Linked DNA regions of Mus musculus: region 2 is linked to region 1. A link is a contact called in public Micro-C data. All regions are on one chromosome and are shown on one strand. Each heading gives the region's core, a stretch centred on a gene start, on an enhancer-like site or on the middle of the called end of the contact. The rest is flanking DNA. Distances are from core to core; before and after follow the strand shown.

What was found. A called contact is a pair of places that touch in the nucleus more often than the background predicts.
Region 2: a Micro-C map of granulosa cells shows a contact between it and region 1, with 2.4 times the contacts expected there. The contact joins two enhancer-like sites. A contact is called at or near these places in 1 of 39 promoter capture datasets (macrophages), 11 of 484 Hi-C or Micro-C datasets (the G1E-ER4 cell line, Sertoli cells, cerebral cortex and 7 more), 1 of 115 datasets of contacts at active chromatin or transcription factors (embryonic stem cells) and 4 of 9 other capture datasets (adipose tissue, liver, macrophages and 1 more).

What each region holds. Positions count from the first base shown.
Region 1 is chr6:124,583,241-124,588,772 of GRCm38.p6, forward strand. No RefSeq gene overlaps it. Among named protein-coding and RNA genes, the nearest start is that of C1rb, 16 kb to the left of the region's middle. Within about 2 kb of position 2,656, at least 24 of the 459 cell types and tissues checked have an H3K27ac peak or open chromatin away from gene starts, as enhancers often do. A contact at or near this core is called in granulosa cells, where this site is marked.
Region 2 is chr6:124,691,044-124,696,575 of GRCm38.p6, forward strand. The region is part of intron 1 of Lpcat3 (lysophosphatidylcholine acyltransferase 3); the gene reads left to right. Among named protein-coding and RNA genes, the nearest start is that of Emg1, 18 kb to the right of the region's middle. Within about 2 kb of position 3,373, at least 141 of the 459 cell types and tissues checked have an H3K27ac peak or open chromatin away from gene starts, as enhancers often do. A contact at or near this core is called in granulosa cells, where this site is marked.

The sequences.
Region 1 (5,532 bases), core at 1,406-3,905:
AGAAAAACAGTCTATTTTGTAGCTTCTTCAACAGGTAGGGCACCGACCTCTTTAAAGTACTCAGCTTCTGTGTTAGCACCCCTTTTGCTATCCTTTTACTTTGAGCCAGGAACAGTTGGAAGTGTTTGGTCATGTGGGGGGGCTCCTCCTCTTCTTGTTGGGGCAGTCTCTTGCCCAGTGTCCTTTTTTCTTTATAGTAAACACATTGATCTTCTGTTGCCAGGTTCTATCTTGACTAAGCTCTCTAGTTTTTCTGACTGTTGTGGCATGCATTTTATATAAGTTTTTTTTTCTTGTCTCTTATTTCTTTTTAATTTCTTGGCTTTTTATTACTTCTGCTTATCATTTTCAGGTGCTAGCACTATCAGCATGAGCTACTTTGCTAGGGTCTAGTCTTTGTTATATGTTTTCTTACAAGCATGTTAGAAATATACATTGTTTTTCATAACAGATAATCTTGATGCAACATGAAAAAGCAGGTTACAGACAAACAAAATCCCATGATTCACATGTCACAAACATATCATTAAAATGTACATAACAGTGTCTTTTGGGGTAAGCAACCCCGGGTAAATATCCTGGTGCAAATTCAAAACAAAAGTCTGTAACTCCTTGGAAAGTCTGTGGAGAGTCATCATCATATTTTCTGACATGACCCACATTTATAGCAAGGGATGACCAAGTGGAAGGAAAAAGAGCTTTAGTCTCAGGGGAACACGCAAATTCAATAATCTCTTGATAGAACACAAACTAGTGATGCCTAAATATTAAGTCACCAGAGGCCTGGTTCATCACTTAGCTACATAAACACCTTTTGAACAACACCAAATCTACACACATTTAACATAAGCAAGTTATACACACCATTGGTAACTGGACATTTTTCATGTGTTTATCTGTCATACATATACCTTCTTTGGTGAAGTGTCTAGTCAAGTCTTTTGTCCACTTTTTTAAAGAATTTTTACATTTGGGTGTTGGAAGTTTTTTACACAAATCTTTTTTTATCAGATAGATGAATGAAGTCATGAAGTGAGATATGCTGCTAAACTCAGAACTCAGGAGCGGAGGCAGGAGGACCAGGAGTTCAAGGTCATTGGACCATACAGGGGTTGTGAAGCCAATCTAGGTTAGACTCTTTTAAAATAAACAAACCATAGCAAAACCACAATGGGCAACAAGTCAGACACATGATTTAAAAGTATCTTTTTTAATCTCTGTTTGTCAACTAGAAACCAACAGAATGACAGTATACCTTTAATGAGTAACACTCTATTTGTCGGCTTACCATTTGAACTGTTAAGGACAAAACTCTGTTTTAAATGTAAGCATTAGGCATTCCACAGGACCTCCGACCACCAAATGGAGTCTTAAGGTACATGGCATGTGTCTTATGGTAACCGAGGTAAAAAGAGATAAGTCACTAATTTTTATTAAAGATCATGTACAAAAATGAGTATTCCAGAAAAGGAAACTTCAAAATATTTTATTGGTATCAGGAAATAAAAAGCAAACAATAACATTATTAGGAGACACACTTTTATCTGATTAATATCACTTAGCTAGAAATTATTTAAGATATGACAAGAAAAATGCTAGATAACTGTTTAGGGTATTTTAAAACATGTGCCATGTTATATGATAATTTTAATCTCAGAATGAATTAATCTAATATGTAGGATGTTCATTTTATAGTTAGTTTTTAACTACTAGGAAACTGTTTATGTTTTTCACATATTAATAAATTATCATCACTGATTTTTACTGAGTCAGAAAATGTCTCAATGACAGAATGATGAATGCTCACATTGTTAAATAAACAAGGACAGAACACACAGCAGCTCATGTCACAAGGGCTTTTTTCCTCATGCACTGTAGGACAGTATTTGGCACCTACACGAGGGAGGAACACTGGCACCACTGATGCAAAGGAGGGCTAGGGAACCGTTGATGACGGGCAGAGCCTGGCATTCTGTGAGATCACATATGATATGAAACTATGTTTAGCAAACCAACTAAAATGAAAATCATAAATAAATTATCACATATTAGCAGGGCATTATTGCTTTTTATTCTTTTACTAGCCTTGTGGCTCTAGAATGTGTCTCTCCAGAGATAATTTTAATTTAGCAGAAAACTCTGTCAGCAATCAGCAAGGCCAAAGCAGTTTGTAGTTTTCATCGGACATTAGACTGAAGTGGGGTAGGGAAGTTTTTTCAGAGATGGTCATTCCTGGCAGCTGTGGTCTTGAATTTGTTTACACTGACAGGGAAAAGGAAAATTCTTTATTTGCAGTTCCAGACATTAATCTCTAAGGCTCGGTGTACACCTTCTGTAAAACTGGGTCTCTTATCTCTGAAATCTCTCTGATCTCCTTTATCTCTATTTTTACTTTTCCTCACTGCTAATCTCTTTATTTGTCACTGTCATCTATGTCTCCTGAGTCTACTGAAGCTTTGCTCTTTAAACAGTCTTAACTCACTTCCTTCCAGACCTCTACTTCTTTACATCTGTCTTTCTCATCTTCGCTCCTTTTTTTTTAACTCTTGTTTTTAACCTGTTACCTTGGTCCTATCAGGTGTGTGGCTGGGCCTTGTGGCCTTTTGTGAACTCCCTCTACTGGCTCCACCTTAATAATCCAAGGACAGCCATGCACCACACTCTCACATCATACAGCCTTGAAGGGGGCACAGGGGAATAGGAATGGGGGCCCTGTGCCAGCACTGTTCTTAGCTGGCTGCACTCCCAGGAGCTGGACATCAGATCAGTGACCTCAGGGAGCCAACCCCAAAGCTGGGCTCAGGGACCCAGCCACTCTTACAGCCTCCTCTATTTCACTTTCAGCAGTTTCAACATCCAGGGCCACGGCCCGACAATCACAATATTAAAAGGGGAATAAGTAGGAGTTGTCAGTCTAAGTCCAAACACAAAGAGACACACAAAACACAAATGAAAACATTCCAGATAAAGTGTCACAATAACACCAAAAGAACAAAACAAGTTAAAACACAGAGAGACACACACAGAAAACTTCCTCCAGGTGACCACCACAGAATAAAAATCAGACTGCCAGGAACGATTACTACCCAGCCCAGATGGAGAGAGACCTTTTAAGGGTCCTTCTCCCAGAAGGATAGACCAGAGTGTCCTCTGTGTCTCTTGGGCCTCGAAGTTCTGGCTTGTCTGCCTATCACCATGTCAATTCACATGGAATTCTCTCTATGAGAAGGCCACGAGAAAGCCAGAAAACAAAAACTGAGCAAACCAGAATCAGAGGTCACACAAGTGAACAGACAGTCAGTCAGACAGACAGACAGACAGACAAGGATCCTACTTTATCTCCAAAGCAATGTGTTTGTGTCCTCATTGAGAAGGGCATACACGGCCAACTGACCAACCAAATATTGTAGTTTGTCAAAAGACCCTCACTCACACAAAGACCACAGAGACTGCTATGTTGTAAAATACGTGAGGATTTTACTTATCCAACATGTTGGGGAACCCCCTTTCAGCACACAGGTCAGAGGAGAGACCCAGAACAAAGAAAGAACACACTTTGTATACTTTTATAAGGCCAGGATTTAGGCACCAGGGCAGTTTGGCTTATTTTAATTAATAGCCAATAGCCTTTTTAGACATTGGTTGGTTTGTATAGGGTGACTCTCAATTTGTATTTCCTTGAGGTTTTTAGTGTGAGGCCGGGCAGGGGAATTGTTAATCTTGTTTTGGAAGCTTAGTAATTTTGACTGTTAAAACTACATTCCTATATTTGTTTAGTCAGCCACCTTTTTATCTGACTCTGTACTTGTCCTGTTAGTACAGTTTCAAAAGTCCTTTTGAAGGGGGAAGGTACTGGGTAGTCTTGAATTTATTTTGGATATTACATCTCCCCCTTTCTCTCTGGTACATTTCAATCTTGAAATGATGTCTCACTTGGTTGTAACTACTGGTATTATTGTCTGAGCATTAAAACTTGTATTTAAGCAATTAAGGATGTATGGGCCAAAGGTTAAGAACAGAAAACAGGATGAGAAGGGGTAGTAAACAGAACTAGGCAGGGACCCTTTTAGTGATATTTGAAGGTCTGTGCATGATGCAGGTGCACATAGATCAGATCTCTAACCTGGAACTCGTGATATGTCTTTGGGGTACCCGGCTCGTTCGCTGTAGTCAGTTGTCCTTTTTCACCACCTGCAAGTCTTTTAACTTAGCATACAGATCATTATTAAAATAACATGTGGGTTTAAACACATCATTTAAGACAGTGATGGGCAGGAGAGCCCCATAAAGGATCTCAGAAAGGTAAGACTAAATTAAGAGGGAGTATTTCTGGTTCTGAATAGGGCAAGGGGAAGGAGCACACAGTCTGCACCAGTCTTTGTGGTTAATTTTGTCAAAGACTTTTTTAGGGTTTTATTATTTCTTTTATTTGTCCTGAGCTCTGAGGTCTCTATATACAATGTCATTTTTATTTGATCTCTAACTCTTGGTCACACCAGACTTACCTGGGCAACAAAGGCAGGGCCATTATCTGACCCTATTGTTATGGGCACTGTAAACCTTGAAAAAAAATTTAATACTCTTTTTGATGACCATCTGAGCAGTCTTATTTTTATAGGGAAAAGCTTTTATTTATCTCGAGAACATATTCACAAAAGACAGGATGTATTTATACTCATTTTTTTTTTTAGCAAAGTCTACTTCCCAGTGGACACCAAGTCTACTTCCCAGTGGACACCAAGTCTACTTCCCAGTGGACACCAAGTCTACTTCCCAGTGGACACCAAGTCTATCTTTCCAGTACCATTTCTTGGATCCACTGTTTTGTGGCAGACATTAACTTCCTGGCAGGGTACACACTTGTGCACCACCTACTCTATAAGGTGTTTTAAACCTGGTACATAATACTTCGTCTTGGAAAATGTCTTGATGAGCTTGCTAACACCTAAATGAGTCCACTGGTGCATCTGTTTGCTCACAGCCTCTGCTTGTCTTTGTGGAAAGACATTCTTTTCCTTGAGGTGTACCACAGTCTCTTATTTTTGTTGAGCTGATGACTGGAATCTTTGGAAATGAAAGCGAAGTCTTCTCCTCTTTAGGCAAACTGAAGCTCCATTGCCAGGAACTACAGCAGGTCCATGGCTATAAGCGCTCGAGCCTCTCAATCTGTAATGTCCTTGTCTGTTGTTACCATGTTGTCTGTTGTTATCATTGTATCTCTCTTATGGTAACTAGGAAAGTGGATGAGGTCGTGGAAGCCCTTCAGTAGAACCAGTATTTATTTTTTCTAATTTAATTTTTATGTCAGTAGAATCTTCTGTTGTTATATGGTCTCAGGGATGTAGGCTGTGGCAAAAACATACTATCTGTGTAGATGTTGAGTCTTTTTCCTTTTCTTAATTCCAAGGCCTTAAGGTAGGCTATCAGTTCTTCCTTTTGAGCCGATGTGTTCTCTGGCAGGGCCTGTGTTCAGCTACCTCAACTGTACTTACCATGTTTTCTTTCTTCTTTTACATATCTGTTCCAGTCTGT
Region 2 (5,532 bases), core at 2,123-4,622, 110 kb after region 1:
CTTTAATGGCAAAGACCTGAAACTGCAACTACTTGGGATGCTAAGACAAGAGGATCACAAGTTTAGGATAGCCTAGATAGATAACTTACTGAGAGCCTAGCTCAGAAAATTCTTTTTACTATTACTTTTTTTATTTTAAAAACCGCTGGTGTAGTGGCTTAGCAAGGAAAGGCACTTGCCGCAGAACCCTGGCGACCTGAGTTTGGTTCCCAGAACCCACATAAAGGTGGAAGAGAACTGACACACACCACCACACATGCCCACGTTCACACACATCACAGGTGTACATGCAACACACACATACAATAATGATAAACTTTTTTGTTTGGTTGGTTTTGTTTTTTTCAAGACAGGATCTCACTGTGTAGCCCTGGCTATCCTGGAACTCACTCTGTAGACCAGACTGGCCTTGAACTCATGAGATCTGCCTCTGCCTCCTAAGTGCTAGGACTATGCCTGGGTATAATAGACTCTTTTTTTTTTTTAAAGTAAAAGAACAGGCTGGAGATATAGTTCAGTGCTAGAGCATGGGCCCAGTGTAACCGTGGAGCCTTTCTATGTCCATCCCAATTCCTAAATAATTACCCAGAGACTTTGTAATTTATTTTTAAATTTTTATTTATTTATTTTATGTATGTGAGTACGCTGTAGCTGAACTGATGGTTGTGAGCCATCATATGGTTGGTGGGAATTTGAATGCAGGATCTCTGCTCGCTCAGGCCTAAAGATTTATTTATTATTATATCTAAGTACACTGTAGCTGTCTTCAGACACACCAGAAGAGGGCGTCATATCTCACTACAGATGGCTGTGAGCCACCATGTGGTTGCTGGGATTTGAACTCAGGACCTTCGGAAGAGCAGTCAGTGCTCTTAACCGCTGAGCCATCTCTCCAGCCTGAGGCTTCATTATTTATGAATGAATGCCTAGGCCTTAAGCTAGGCTTGCTCCCCAACTAGCTCATAATTCAGTTAACCTGTTTATATGATAGCCACATGGCTAGTTAACTTTCCTCAGTTTCATACTTCCAGCTTCCTCCAAGTCAGGATGGCGAATTCTCCTGCACCTGACTGCTTCCCAGAGTGCGCACCTGCCCCCCCCCCCATGTCCCACCTTCTAATCCCGGCTCAGCTTATTGGCCATCAGTTTTTTTACTGACAGGTGATGCTTTTACACAGTGCACACAAGATTATCCCTACACCTAGCAGGCAGGAAGAAGCCCTAAGTCCAACCCCACATTCTACAAATAAACAGTGCTGAAGTAAGGAATTAGGGTGATGGCTAGAAGCCATCAGTATCCCTGAGATCTGCATGGTTTGGGGAGCTTTTGTTCTGTCGCTGCTGCTGTTTTTGGAGACAGGATCTCTCTGTGTAGCTCTTGCTGGCCTGGCTACAAGTACTCACAGCAATTTACCTGCTTCTGCCTCTCAAGTGCTGGGATTAAGGATGTGGGCCACCACGCTCAGCTGTCTCAGAGGTTTTGAAGCAGGGTTTTTGTGATGTAGTGTCGCTGAGGTATGTGGCTGCAAGCAGTTACCAGTAGGAGGCCATTGCCACCACTTATGGGTGAGATATAGGGACGTAACTGAAAATTATAGCACGTATGCCCTCCCACACACACACACACACAGCGAAAGGAAGGAAGGAAGGAAGGAAGGAAGGAAGGAAGGAAGGAAGGAAGGAAGGAAGGAAGGAAGGGGGAGGAAGGAAGGAAGGAAGGGGGGGAGGAATGGCCTGGAGATATGACTCAGCAGTTAAGAGCATTTGTTGCTCTTTCAGAGGACAGAATTTGATTCCCAGCACCACATGGCAGCTTTATAACTGTCTGTAACTCCAGTATCAGGGATGGGACATTCCTCTTCCGGCCTCCATGAGTATGAAGCACATACATGTGCACATTCATACATGTGGACAAAACACTGTATAAGATAAATCATCTTTAAAAAGCATAATTATCATAATTGTAATTAACAAAGAAGGCAAGAGAAGGCTGATTTAGGTAGAAAATCAGCTTTAGTTATACAGCATTTGAGAGAGTACAAAATGTCATACTAAAAATATCCAGGGAGGACCCAGGGGACACAGGACTAACCTAGGGAAAGTTAGTGCTGGCGTAGTTTGGCATAAAGATCATATTAAGTTGTGTGAGCATCACGGAGTTTTCACAGAGGCAATACAGCAAAATTAGAGAAACAAGCTTGAAACTTTTAGGAGCCAGAAAAAGAGTCTTCAGTGGGAGTGTGGGGAAGTTCAGCACTTGCCTAGCATGTGAGGCCCTAGTTCAGTCCCCGACATGGGTGGGCGGGAGGTAGGGTGTGCTGTAGAATTGATATCAACAGCTGGTTCAGCACATAGCACTTGGAATTCCTCCTTCTTCCTCACATTGGACAAGCATAGCTTACTCTCTGACCCAGGTCCTTCGGTCTGCTGCCTGACCAAGTGGGGCCATATCGTATTCCTGCAGAGTTCGTAAATGGCTAACGGGATGAAAGGCTAAGGGGATGTATCATATTTTAATGAAAACAGTTCACTTCTGTTTTCTTCAAGTGAAGCAGCACGCCCCTCAACTTCAAGATTAATGAGTAATTGTACAAGTGTACAGGAAATAAGGAGCTAACACTAACACAGGCAGTGTGACGTCCCCGGTCCCAAACACAACTCAGTGAGAAGCACAGAGACCCCAGGGAATAGTCTCACTGTGCTGTTAACCCGCTGAACCTGGAGTCCCTGCCCCTAGCTGCAGCCCGTCAGTACACAGCACATCCTGGACTTTGCTCTCCTTAGAACGAGCCCTGTTCTAACAGGATCCTTGACCTAGGGCCCCGATGCTTCACCAGCGATAACCTCCTTCAGCAATCAGAAAGGAGGAAGACTGAGTTCTACCACAGGTTCTCAGATCCTCTGACCACCGATATTAAAACCTGTTTGGTGAGATTAAACAAAAGCCAGTGGCCTGTCAAGCTCAGGATTCCATTCCCAGGGCCATTGTTAGGGTTTTAGTGGTACTGAGGCCTACTGCTCGTAGACTTGTGTGCAGCTCATTTTTAAAGTACATGGCCTTCCGGTTAGACTCTGGTGTGCAAGCAGGTGCACGTGTCACGGTGCTTGGTGTTCTTGACGATTCGTAGGTGATGGTTGCCACTCTTATCAAGCACCAGTTCCCACAAAGAAAGAATTAAGACTTGGAAATAGCTTGTAGGGCACCACTCTCCCTAAAAACAGCTTCTCCCTGAAGGGGTGACCTAGCTGCCAGGCTGCCAAGCCTGCTGAGCTGGGCAGCTGCCAAGAGCAAGGTTCAGTGTTTACATACCCACCATGGGCCGGGGTTGTCACAGCAACTCACCCAGCACAGTTTGTCCCCTCCTTCCCTTGGCAACTTCCGAGCAAGCTTTGCCCTCACCTCTTGTGGTCTCGGTGTTCTGGGTAACCCCGCTTTCTCTGTTCTTTTGATTTTCCTGCCTGTACTTCAGCTTCTCACATACTCCCCAGTCTGCGCTATACTGACCTGAGTGGGACCATGCAACCTGCACTCCTCCCAACTTCCCAAGCCAGGTCCCCTGCAGCAGCCAGAACCAAAGCTAGCTGGCCTGTACAGCGTCTGCAGGAGCACGCCCGAGACCCTGGCTCCTGCCATGTCTGCTTTCTTGGTCTTATAAAATTATGCTTTCTAAATTCCCTGGTAAGTTAGAAATCGGGGAAGGATCTAGGCTTGGCTGGCCTGTTGAAAGCTCAAGACGTGACCCTTGACCCCAAAATAGCAAGGGAAAAGACAGGAAAAACGTAAGCCGTGAACACAAGAACTCAGAATTCAGGGCAGTGTAGGTCCTGCAGAGTTGAGGCAGCTTCCCACACCCCAAAGGGCAGGAAGACAGCGTGGCTCTCCTGAAATAGCAAGGTCCAGTATTATCGAGAAATGTTAAATTAGGGCTGGGAGAGTACAAACCCTGGGTGTGGCCCAGGCGTGGGAGGTGGGAGCGGGGTTAGGGATTAAAGGCCAGCCTCAGCTATAAAGCTAATTCAGGCAATCTGGCATACACTAGACCCCATCCTTAAAAAAGAAAATTTTAAATTCTCTTCAACTGAAGAGGACAGAGAAATGCATTGTGTTCTTTACTTTTGGTACATCTCACATGCTTAAAGGTTTTAGTACTCAAAAAGATTAATTCTATCTATCCAGAATTTTTTTTAAAGATTTATTTATTTATTATATGTAAGTATACTGTAGCTGTCTTCAGACACACCAGAAGAGGGCATCAGATCTCATTATAGATGGTTGTGAGCCACCATGTGTTTGCTGGGATTTGAACTCCGGACCTTTGGAGGAGCAGTCCTGTACTCTTACCCACTGAGCCATCTCACCAGCCCCTATCCAGAATTTGTGAGCTCTCCCAGACAATTAGAATCTTCTGCCTCAGCCTCCTACCTGAATTCAATCCCCAGGACCTGTATAATGGTGGAAGAGAGCAAACTCCAAAGTTGCTATTTGATTCCAAACACTGGCTGTACACACGTGTGCATACACACACACACACACACACACACACACACTTATATACAATAATATATTTTTTTAGAGTAAAAAGTTTGAGGTTTTGTTTGTTTGGTTTTGAGGTGCGTTTTCATGCAGCAGACTGGCCTCTCACTTGCTATAAAGCCAGAAATGTCCTTGAATTCCTGATCCTCCTCCTCTCCATCCCAAGGCTGGGATTTCAGGTCTGTGACCACCACGTCTGGTTTATGTAGTCCTGGGGAATCAAAGCAAGAAAGTGAGTTCCAGGCCAGCCTAGGCTATATAAAAACAATTACAAGGAACCAAGCATGGTGGCGCATGCCTTCAATCCCAGCACTCAGGAGGCAGAGGCAGGAGGATCTCTGTGAGTTTGAGGCCAGTGTGGTCTACATGGTAAGTTCCAGAACAGCAGAGCTACATAGAGAGACCTCGGGTCAAAACAAATAAACAAAAACGGGAACTCTGCGTTTCCGTGTAACACAGAACTGGTGACGAAGACACTCTGGGGTAAGGCGAACAAGTAGAAGGCCTATCTAGGCTGTAGAGAGTTCAGGGTCAGCTTGGGCAGCTTCTTAACACCCTACCTCAAAACAATGAACTGTGCAGAGAGGCCTGGAGCTATAACACAGTGGTAGACAACTCTTCCAGCGTGTATGAGGCTCCGGGTTCAGTCCCTTACACTGTAAGTAACGACATAATTGAGCATTTTGTTTTATGGATTGACAGTTTTTAAGCCACTGGGCGATAGTGGCGCACACCTTTGATCCCAAAACTGGGGAGGCAAGGGCAGGCAGATCTCTGTGAGTTTCAGGCCACCCTGGTCTACAGAGTGAGTTCTAGGGCTAGAAACCCTGTCTTGGGGAAAATAAATAAATAAATAAAAGTAAAAATAAAAGAAATTGCAATTACCACACACTCAAAACTATATTGCCAATGGTAAAACTAAGAATATTTTTATTTTAACTACTTTATTACATTGACTTATTTGCATGTGTGCACAAACACACACACTCATGTGCTAG